Linked DNA regions of Sus scrofa: all the other regions are linked to region 3. The links are chromatin contacts, called in public Hi-C and targeted proximity ligation maps. All regions are on one chromosome and are shown on one strand. The core of a region is the stretch at or near the end of the contact, and the rest is flanking DNA. Distances in the headings are between cores, read along the strand shown.

Region 1 (2,700 bases), core at 18-2,517, 130 kb before region 3:
TGGCCATCTCTTTACTGCAGCTCACGCTGCTCCACCGGGAAAACCAGTAGAGGGCGCTGTTTTCACACCAGCAACGTGCCTTCTGGGCTCACTTCAGGTTGTGAAGCGTTTATTGCTTATAAGCAAGGACCAGGAACACTTTATCCCCAGGGAAATAGCTCCCGTTTGTCCTGGGCCTTCATTTGATTAAAAGTTAATCGCCTGGCCATGCAAGCAAGGAAACTATTCACGGGTGGGAGGACTATAAGCTAGTACTTTCCGGGAGGAAAATTTTGCAGCCTCTATTAAGAAATGCCTTTAAAAACAAGCCCTCTCTTTGACCCAGCAATTCGACTCCTAGAAATTTTACTGGAGGAAACAATCAAGGGTGAGAGCAAATCCTCACACCTATGAGGACAGTCACAGAAATGCTGTTTACGGCGGAAAAAGCTGGAAACAACATCCTGTTCTGGGGGGGGGCGCGGGGGGGGGGTGATAAAGCCTAGGACACGGCCACACCATGGCAGAGCACACGCAGTCACCTAAAGCGCTGGAGAGTGATGTTCTGGGTCCCAGGAAGTGAGTGGTTTGTGTGCAGGGGAGCATGTGCTGGGCCCTGGGATGCGTGCTTTACACACGTGAACCCATTTGAGCTGCACGACACGCCCAAGCGCGTCGGTGTTATCATCATCCCCATTTTACCGACAGGAAAAGCGCCCTCGGTAATGTGACTACGGTCACGCGGCTAGTGAACGGGAATCCAGCCCAGGCTGAACCTCCAGAGCCCATGCGTGTAGCCACTCAGCGTGGGACACTACAGACAAAGCGAGGTGGGACAGGGCAGAGCCAAAAGCCCAGACACTCTGTTAACGTAGCCACACACCCTTACAGGTGTTAGGGCTTCACAGTCCAGCTCACCAGTTTGGGCTCCTAAGCCTCGAATGATCGAATTGGCTCCGATCCTTGCTAGGTGGCTACAGAGAGCTGCCTGATGGAGAGCTGCTTAGATGGTGAGCCACGCCTCAGGTTCCCCAAAACAGAACTACCGCTGGAGATCCCCTCAGCCTGGCTCCCTGACCCCATTTCTCTGCTCCATGATTTCTGCTGGCTTCCCAGATGCTTTCCTAGGTTGCCCCTGGTCATCTGTCATCCCCAGGAAAGCCCAGGGCTTCCCAGAAACAGCTGAACAGTGATAACAAGCAGTTGGGGCACATGCTGCGTGCGCTCCATCACGGGGCCGCTGCAGCACAGGCCTTCCGGCGACAGGAGGAGAAAACCTCCCAACAGCTGTGTCTGCATCCAAGTGGCACGAGGACAGGAGACAGCCAGCCGACATCCTCCACAGACCTCAGGGCCCACCCAACCCACTGGAATTACTGCTGATCTCGGCCACTGGGGGCCCCCCTAAAAATAGCTCTATCTGTGGGTGTGCTTCACTGTGTCTTCTGCTCTTCCTGACCCCTGCTAATACTTTAAAAAGCAAACAAACAAACAAACAAAAAAACAAAAACAGCAGGTCTGAAAAAGTTTCCGAGGAAGCCAGCTGGAGTGACCAAGCCAGGGCAGACAGCTGGAAGAGCCCCGAGTTGACCGTGAGAATATTTATGGAATCAAATGACTGAGACGTACTTAGCAGCTTGTGAGTGAGGATGAGATTCTCCTTGTTTCAGTTTTTCCTGTATCCAGCACCCGTACTGAATGTCCCTTTGCAGAGAGAAATGGTAACAGTTCGGGCTATACCAGGAGGCAGGATAAGGGGCTGGGTTTGTCTTTTGTTTATTTATTAATTTTTTTTCTTGTTTTGGCTCTACCTGTGGCATATGGAAAAGGGCCCAGGACTGAATCCAAGCCACAGCTGCGACCTACGCCATAGCTGCAGCAACACTGGATCCTTAACCCACTGAGCAAAGAAGCCAAGGATGGAACTTACATCCTCACAGACACTATGTCGGGTTCTTAACCCCCTGAGCCACGCCGGGAACTCCCTCCTTGGAACTCTTGAGCTGTAGGGACCCACTTTAATCATCCAAGATACTCTCAAGATCCTTAGCCGAATCCTATCTGCAAAGCCCCTTCTGTCGTGTACAATAAGATAGTCACGGGTTCTGGGGATGAGGACATGGATGTCGGGGTGGCAGTGGCGGGGGCCATTATTCTGCTGACCAAAGAGGAGTAGGAATTGTTAATCTGGAGAGTGCATGGAGCACGGGGGTCACCTCCCCAGAGTCCATTCATTCATCCCCAGATACCTAATCTGGGGCAATGATCTGACTCCATCCCCTTTGGCAGTGGCTGGTTTGGGGAGAAGACAAAAATGGTGAGACGGTTGTTGGGGAGGCCTTTGGTGAAAATGTTCCTGGATCTTAAGATCAACACACCAAAGGGACCCCCACAGAGTGTGAACAGGAAGCAGGCTGCCCAGTGGCTGCGGTCAGCCAGCTTTATGGGCGTGGGAACCCCTGCCTCAGGATGCAGCCCAGCCTGTGGACAGAACACAGAAGAAACCAGAGTCTCCAATGACCTGGGTGAGCCAAATTAACACACTCGGAGCCTGCTCTCTTGGACCTGGTTCTCCTGTTCTGCAAATTCACACATTTCCTTATCTTTTTTATTTTTTCCTTTTTTAAAGTGTTATTTTACTTGATTGCAACATACATATTTGTGAAAGCCACTCGCTTTGTTCTTATCTTTCTAAACACTTATTTTGCAGAAACAATCATA
Region 2 (2,700 bases), core at 81-2,580, 230 kb after region 3:
TGGAATGCTTGTCCTGGAGCAATTCATGTAACTTGCTCAGAGGCAAGCATATGCAGCATATGGAGGTTCCCAGGCTAGGGGTCAAATCAGAGTTACAGGTGCCAGATCTTAGATTGGTTTCCACTGAGTCACGACAGGAAATACCTACCCAGGGCACTTATGACACACCTCGGTTTAGTTTACTTCTTTGCTCTGCACCCCTCTCCCCATTTCTGATCTTGAGAGAACAGAGGCTAATGCATCAGTGGACCTCTAGCCCTAGCACATTAACACGTTCACAGATGCCTGACAATTTGGGGTGATTTAAGCGAACACCTGGCACATCCTCTCCTTTCTTTCTCCGGCAAACACCCGCCTACTCCTTCTTCCAGATTCAGCTTGAATGTCATCTTATCCACGCACCTGTAGCTCCTTCTACCATCACCTATACACAGCTGGCACAGGACAGAAAGGCTGGCCTACTTCATCTCTGTGAAACCTGGGCTGGCACGTAGTAAGCGGTCCACAAAACCTCGCGGAATGAATGGAGATGTTTAGACAGAGGGTGGCGGACCTCCCGGCAGGGGTTTCCTCGGAACCACCTCCACCTCCCAGCGGCTGGGGCCACGAGACTCGGGGTATAACCTACTCCACTCCCACTCCCTCCGGAGCCAGCCATGCACCTTACCACCCTCCCACTCGGACAGCAGGATCCATTCGCACGCCTTCCCACCTCACACCACGCAACGTAGTTCTAGCGCCTGTCCGGCATCACAGCGGGGGCCGTGCCGCCTGCGATTGGCCAAACGCGGCATAGCGCCATCTCGGCCTACCGCGAGGTGCGCGTCCTCATTGGCTGGCCACAGCGATGGGCGGTGACGGTGGGCGGGGCCCCCTCCGGTCCCTAGCCAGGGCGGAGCCCAGCCGCCTCTAAGGCGCTCTGAGTCCGGTAACCATCAAGGGCACCAGGCGGTTATTCTGGTTACCGCTGGGGCGCAGCGCTGGGAGGACAGCTGCGGTCCGCGAGGGATGCTGGTGAGGAGGCCGTGGGGGGCCGCCGCCGCCTTTTGAGGGGAGCGCTCTGGAAACTGCCGTTCGGCGGCTGGAAGGTTCCGGGGCTGGTGGAGGTCTCGAGGTGGGGGCTGCGCTTCCCAGCGCCGGAGCTGCAGTCTCGAGTCCGAGGTCGTCTTTGGTGGGAGAAAGCAGACCTGCGGTTCCCCCGAGCTTGGCGGTCCCAGGGAAGAGAGGTACTCACTCCGCGCCGCCGGCAGCCCTCGCGCTTTCCGCCCAGGCTGGACCGTCGCTGTCGGAGGTGGCGCGGCCGCGTTTTTCCCAGCGCAAGATACTTGTCACCCTGTTCCTCTTCTGAAAGGGCATCTGCTGCTGGTGGGAGAGAAGAGCAATTTTACAGCACGAAAGGCCACCGTCAAAATTTAGGACCTCATCCACAGTAACCCCTAGGGCCCGCCTCCCTCCTCAAAAAAAAGAAGAAAAAAAAAAAGTAAACACACGGATTGCTTAAAAGAGGAGAGCCTGATCGGGAGCTGTTGGAGCAGCTGATTTTTAAATACAGCTTTTTAAATCCGGGACAACTTACTCCTCTTCAAGTACTTTTTACTTTTTTAATGATTTTGTAAATTAGTCTGATTTGAATTGTAATCCTGTGACTGTGTTTATTGGACTTTGGCCGGTTCCCCGCGCTTTTTTTGGACAACACATTTTGGGGAGAACATCTAAGCACCAAAACTTTAACCAGGAAAAAAAAAAAAGAGGATCTCACCGTTGACCCGGTGTCACCGAAGAAGCCTTTAAACCATGTGGACCTTTCTCGGCATTGCCACCTTCACTTATTTTTATAAGAAATGCGGGGACTTCGTCTCTCTGGCCAACAAGGAGCTCTTGCTGGGCGTGCTGGTATTCCTGTCGCTGGGGCTGGTGCTGTCCTACCGCTGTCGCTACCGGAATGGGGCCCTCCTCGGGCGCCAGCAGAGCGGCTCCCAGTTCGCCGTCTTCTCGGATATTCTGTCAGCCTTGCCTTTAATTGGCTTCTTCTGGGCCAAATCCCCCACTGGTTCAGAAAAGAAAGAGCAGCTTGGGTCTAGGAGGGTAGGTTGAATTCAGAGTGGGCGAATGGGTGAGGGTCTAATGTTAAAATCCGGATCGGGGTCGCTCAAATGTAAATATTGCAATTTAAAGGGCGAAAGGCAGTCGGTTAGATACTCTGGTGTGATTTCTTATATACAGTTGGGTTTTAAGCTCTTGACTGTTCCTTGGCGACATCTTTGATGCTCTTTGGCTTGATTGAAAACCTTTGTTTCATTTAGCAGTTGGTGGAGCCCATGCTAAATGAAATCGATTTGATTATGGATGTTGATTTGATTATGAGAGGTGAAAGGAAATATTTGAATCCCTAGGAAATCCCTAGATAAGGAAATGTTGGAATCTCTAGAGCAGAATCACTTTCTGTGATTGGAGAAGAAAAAAGTTTGTTTTATTATCCTTGGGTAAGGATTGCATTGTGAGTGACTAGTTGATGTTTGCAGTTCAGTCCAGTTCCTAAATCAAAGGCCGGTCTTTTTTTTTTTTCACCAGCGGCATATGGAGGTTCCCAGGCTAGGGGTCTAATCAGAGCTGTAGCCACCAGCCTACACCACAGCCACCGCAACGCGGGATCCTGCGACCTACACCACAGCTCACAGCAACGCCGGATCCCTAACCCAC
Region 3 (2,700 bases), core at 187-2,686:
GCACACACACACACACACACACACACAGTGCTCACAATCCTTCCAAGCGAAAACCTGGAGTCTATGTCTCTTGGTGGGTGGGGGATACAGTTGTTTAAGGCGACCTAGTCTTGCCTTCAGGCTGGGATCCTCATCCAGAGGAAGAGCCCCCATTCAGCTCCCCCACCGCAAGACTGCTTCGGAACTTCTGCTCCGCGCCCCGGGGAGGGCTGAGGGGAGGTATGCACACCTTCACCAGGTTTGGAAGAGCCTAATTAATACCTAATTTGCTCCGATCACCTCCAGGTGAATCTGAAAGCCAACGTGGGAGCCCTCTCAGTCTCATGGGCCGGGGAGCTCCTTCCCACCGCTGGGCAGAGCTCCCACGCTCTCCCCACTACCACGCCAGGCGCCTCCACCCCGAACCCCAGGGAATCAGGTGTCCGCCCAGGCATCTAGCCTCTGCGGGTCGCAGACACTCCGTCCAGCGACAGACAATAGAAAACTTGGAGCCGGGGCCCTTGGCCCCCAGGGAAACGAGATGGTGCCGCCCCCTGGGACAATGAGCGGGGGACAGGGCAGAGGGCATCAGATACCCCCAGAGAAGCCGCCCGCCAGGTGACCCAGCTTAGCCCGGAGCGGCGCCCCGGGTGAGCAGGTGACATCCGGGCCGGAGCGCTCCCGCAGGTGGCCGGCGGCCACCGCGCAGGCAAGGGCCCGGCGGCTGGCCCGGGGCGGAGGCGAAGCCTGGTAGCGAGGTCACTGTACGGCGGCCGCCGCCGCCGCAGCCGCGCCCCCGGCGTCCTACCTTCATGTCGCTGATGATAGTCTGGAAGAGGCCTCCGAGCGCGCTGCATTCCTTCTCAATCACAGCCTCCATTTTCCCAGCGCCAGCAGGGACAGGACACACACTCGGGGCCGCCTGGACTGTGTGCGGAGCTGGGGATCGCTCACCCCGGGAGTAATTTCACCCTCCGAGCGACCCACCTCCAACTCGCAGCCTCTTGTGCAAAGAGGACGAAATGCCCGAGATCGACTGTTCTCTGCCCAAAATAATAAAATAATTTAAAAAGCCAAACCGCTCTGTAGGGCGCCTACATGCAGTGCTCTGCTCCTGGCCTTAAAAATGCCCGGACAAGACTGACAATCAGGCCACCACTGGTGCCCACGGCAGAAACAGCAAAGCCCATCTTGAAAAAGAGAAAACCGCCCGCTGACCCGGGGCCAGCGCCATTTAAAAATGCAAGATTTTCTAATTTAACAAACGTTCTTGAAATTAAAAAAAAAAAAAAATCGCCCAGCTGCAAGAACGGGTCTGCTCGAGACGCCGGGATCTGTTGCTCGCAGCCACGGCCGCCGCCTCCTTTTCAGTCCTGCGCGCCGGGCCCGGGCGCTCGCTCCAGCTGGGCTCCCGGGGACGTTCGCAGGGGCGCACGCGCGCTCGCGGCCGTGCGTCCGGCGCGGGGAGGGCGCGCTCTCGGGGCCGTGCGTCCGCCGCACGCGGGCGGGGCTGGGAGCGCGTGCCCGGGAGGCGCGTGGGGCGCCGGCCTCGGAGAGGAGCCGGCTGGCGGGTGAGCGTGCTAGCGGTGCGAGAAGGATTCCGCCCCTGTGGGAGCCTCCTGCGCCGAGCAGCCCCCTTTCTCCTAGGCGGCTGGTTGCGGAGCCGAGAGGGCGTGTCGGCACGCGGTTAGGCGCCCACCCGACAATGGCTGCAAGCGCCCGGCACGGAGGGTGCAGCCGCCGACCTCGGGGACAAGCACGCTGGCACGCTTAGCGCAGTACCTCGCATCTAGGGAGCGCTCGATAGGGCGGGAAAACTGCCGTTGCTGCTGCCGCCGCTGCTACTGCAGGCTTCCGAGAAGAGGCCCGTTCGTTCTGTGTTATCAGAACTGCTACGCCAAGTCTTGATTGCAAACAGCCGAATATGTAATTAAGGAGAGTTCGGAGGCGTATCCTGCAGCGGGATGCCCAGTTCAATCAAGTTGCCGGACGCTGGGAAAGTGGATTGATTTGACATTGCAAAATAAATAGCGTTAGAACTTCCATGTGCTATTTTCATTACTTTATAGAGATTGCTGACTGCTCGTGCCTTGGACCGTTGTTTTCCAGGCGCACTGAAGACATCGGGTGTTGGCGTCACTGCAATGAGCCTGGTGGAGAGGTTTAACCTGGAAAAAGCACAAGTGGGCCCAGGTTGATTTGGGGGTTGGTGGTTCATTTACCCAATTCCACCGCCTAACTGCACAGAGATCCCTCATTTAGATCAATATCAACTAGGCAAGGAGGAGGGGAATCAAATAAAAAGCTTTTGAAAGACCTTCAAGCGTAAGCCCCCGAGTCTGGGCTGTTCCCTTGACCCTTGAGCTTTGAGCTGGGTTTGAAGCACAAAGCAGGACAAAAAGAAAATAGGTGTGTGGGAAGGAAGGTAATGAGGAACCACGTGCAAAATGCTGGAGAGACTTATATCAGACTCAGAAATAGGAAAAAGCTGGCTTTGAAAACGGCTTGAGCCAAAGAAATGCATGGAGCTGCAGATCAGCTGCAGAAAATCATTTTCCCCTGGGCCACTCTGCCCCACTCTTAACCACAACCCCCCTCTCCACCCCTCTTCCCCAAATCATGAGGGGTGTTACTTCTGGAATTCTGATCTCTTGGGCAACCTACTGGCTTCTGTCTCCAAGGTCATTTGGATGCATAAGGTTTCATCTTCACTTTGTCAAT
Region 4 (2,700 bases), core at 141-2,640, 170 kb after region 3:
TGTAGACTCTATGTGGGTAGGGCCTATTACATTCTCCACAGCATCCCTATAGGCATGGCACACAATAGGCCCTCAATAAATCCGTCGAATGAGTAAATATAAACATGGCAAGTTAACACAGGTAAATGTTTGCTTTGCCACACATTACGCTCTACTAAGCTCTCCTCACATTCCTTGCCAAGCAAATCTGCTTCGGGTGGGGAACTGATATTTTCCATGAATGGAAAGACGTAGGTTGGAGTCTCACCTCTGACACTGTGGCGGCCATGTGAATACAAGCCAATCATTTCAGCTTTTGGAGTCTCCTTTCCTCATGTGAAGCGAGGATTGCCCTAAGGAACCTGGGGATAATAAGATGTCAGTATCTTTCCCTAAACCTGCTCCTCCCCCTGATTCCCATCTCAGCACCACCCACGTGCCCAAACCAGGAACCTGGATGACTCAGTCTCTGTGCCTGCCTTCTCCATACCCCCACGCCCAGGCAGTTGCCAAGTCTGAACTAGTCTACTCGTAAATCTCTCCTACATCTCTTCCACCTCTGTCTCTCTCTCCTCTAGCCATCATTTCTCACCTAAACCATTGCAGTATTCTCCCTAATTGGCCTTTCCCATTCATCATCCATACCACTAATGAAATAATTTTTCTACTATAGCAGTACCTTACCTCAAAGTTTTAAATCGCACACACACCCCACCCCCCATTTTTCAGAGAGAGCAGATTCCTTACCTTGGCACTGATCTGGCTCCTGCTCATCTCTTAATCCCACTGCCCATGCCTCCCCAACACTTCCTGTAAACTCCAGCCATTTTCGGAAATGAGCCCTTCTCAGTCCCCTCTCCCTGACTTTGCACATGTTGTTCCATCTGTCTGCATGGCCCCCTCTGCTGCCTGGCATTCCCGAGATGGCCAGGGCTCTGTTTAGCATCACCTGGGGGCTGCCCTGACTTGCCAGTCTGTCCATCATCCCTCTTTATATTTCCATGATAACCCATGCCTAACTCGGTCATGACACAGGGCTTAACACATAGCTGGCACTTAATACAAGTTTATCAAGTGGGTCGACTGTTAGGCATTAGTAAGAACATGAAACTCGAAAATCCCAGTATAGCTTGTAATGAGCTATTAGGGTTCTTTTTTTTTTTCCCCTCTTCTTTGGCACTAATTTAAGATACTTATTCATAATCTTTTGGAGCTAATCTAACTTCAGCCCTGCGCAGAAGCAGAGGAATAAATGAGGTGACTTCTGAGCTCTTCCAGCTCAGTGGGTGATCTTGGCCAAAGAATGAAGTCTGGATTCAAAGGGATGTGGGACTGAATTCCAACTCTGCCACCTAATAGCTGAATGACCTCGGGCCTTAACCTCAGGAAAATAATGGGACGTGTACAAAGCGTCATGAGCAGGCGATGAAATCATGCAGAAGCGGAGGGAAGGCGGAGCTTGGCAGATGGGAAGCGCCCAGTAAGTGTTAGTATACCTCCACCTAGTGGTGCGTGAAAAGAAGGGCAGGTTGGGGTGAAAGGGTATCAGGAGGCTCCAGGGAGGTGGGAATGGATGAGGCAGAGTGGTGAGCTTGGTCTGAAGAACAGTATCTCTTTCAGTGAATAGCAGAATGGGAAGTGGACAGCAAGCAGCTCATGGGCATGGGGTCACCTTTTATAAACAATCAGAGCAGCTGAGGTGGAAGGCATTGGGCGAATAGTGCCAGCCCATGGTTGGATCTGTAGGCACCAAGGTATTTTCCAGAGTGAGAGAAAGTGGGCTTAGGCCTTCCTCCAGCCTGTGGTGATCCCAGGTAAAGGCCATGGCCATGCCTTCCTTCCACCAAGATGTTACAAGCACCCAGCTGCTGCTCAGCCCCACCGTGCTCCCTTTCACCTCACCTGCTTGGTTTTCTTTTATTCTTAGTACTGGTGACCTAATATTTTACAGAATTTTCTTATTTTCGTGGCTCTCTCTACTAGATCATAAACCTAGGAAAGCAAAGATTTTGTCCAGTGTCTTGTGGCGGCTGTAATCCCAGCCACCACCACCCTGCCAGTATCAGGTGATACTGAATAAATGAACAGATAAATTCTATTCATGTAATCTCTTCCACTAGAATGTAAACTCCATGACTATAGGATTGTATCAGTTACGTACTGTTGTATAACAAATCACACCAAGAATTTAGCATTTTATTTTATTTTTTGCTTTTTTGGGACTGCGCCTACAGCATATGGAGGTTCCCAAGCCAGGGATCTAAGCAGAGCTACAGCTGCTGGCCTACACTGCAGCTCATGGCAACGCTGGATCCTTAACCCACTGAGTGAGGCCAGGGATCGAACCTGCAACCTCATAGTTCCTGGTCAGATTTGTTTCCACTGTGCCATGACGGGAATTCCAAAACTCAGTATTTATGGATCAGGAATTTGGGAAGGGCTCAGTAGGGCAGTTCTGGGTCAGGGTCTCTCATGAAGTTGAACCTCAGCTGCCAGGGGGGTTACAGTCATGTGAAGACTTGACAGAGCTGGAGGGTCCATTTCCAAGGTGGCTCACTCTATTGACAGTTGCTGCCAAGCTGGTCCTCCATGTCCCTGTGGACATTTGTCAGGGCTGCACTGCCTTCCTGCCATGGCAGCTGGCTTCCCCCAGAGTGAGCAACCCAAGAGACCACAAAGGAAGCTGAAAATGCCTTTATGATTGAATCTTATGCTACCGGT

Evidence for each region. Hi-C and Micro-C count contacts between places; a contact is called where the count stands out from the background.
Region 1: a contact with region 3 is called in a targeted proximity ligation map of skeletal muscle, with 6 times the contacts expected there. A contact is called at or near these places in 2 of 5 promoter capture datasets (fetal liver and liver), 5 of 47 Hi-C or Micro-C datasets (alveolar macrophages, embryonic fibroblasts, fetal heart ventricle and 2 more) and 2 of 2 datasets of targeted methods (alveolar macrophages and skeletal muscle).
Region 2: a Hi-C map of liver shows a contact between it and region 3, with 4 times the contacts expected there. A contact is called at or near these places in 1 of 47 Hi-C or Micro-C datasets (liver) and 1 of 2 datasets of targeted methods (alveolar macrophages).
Region 4: a contact with region 3 is called in a Hi-C map of embryonic fibroblasts, with 8 times the contacts expected there. A contact is called at or near these places in 2 of 5 promoter capture datasets (fetal liver and liver), 11 of 47 Hi-C or Micro-C datasets (alveolar macrophages, blood, brain and 5 more) and 2 of 2 datasets of targeted methods (alveolar macrophages and skeletal muscle).

Annotation. Positions count from the first base shown.
Region 1 is chr4:15,060,953-15,063,652 of Sscrofa11.1, reverse strand. The region is part of intron 3 of MTSS1 (metastasis suppressor protein 1); the gene reads right to left. Among named protein-coding and RNA genes, the nearest start is that of NDUFB9, 51 kb to the left of the region's middle.
Region 2 is chr4:14,698,343-14,701,042 of Sscrofa11.1, reverse strand. SQLE (squalene epoxidase) reads left to right here and starts at 1,330. Exons shown (of 11, transcript NM_001101026.1): 1 at 1,330-2,085. The coding sequence starts at 1,795.
Region 3 is chr4:14,932,026-14,934,725 of Sscrofa11.1, reverse strand. MTSS1 (metastasis suppressor protein 1) reads right to left here and starts at 1,436. Exons shown (of 15, transcript XM_021088945.1): 1 at 788-1,436. The coding sequence starts at 859. It overlaps LOC106509968 (a long non-coding RNA gene), which reads right to left and starts at 779. Exons shown (of 2, transcript XR_002343109.1): 1 at 1-779.
Region 4 is chr4:14,764,626-14,767,325 of Sscrofa11.1, reverse strand. No RefSeq gene overlaps it. Among named protein-coding and RNA genes, the nearest start is that of ZNF572, 43 kb to the right of the region's middle.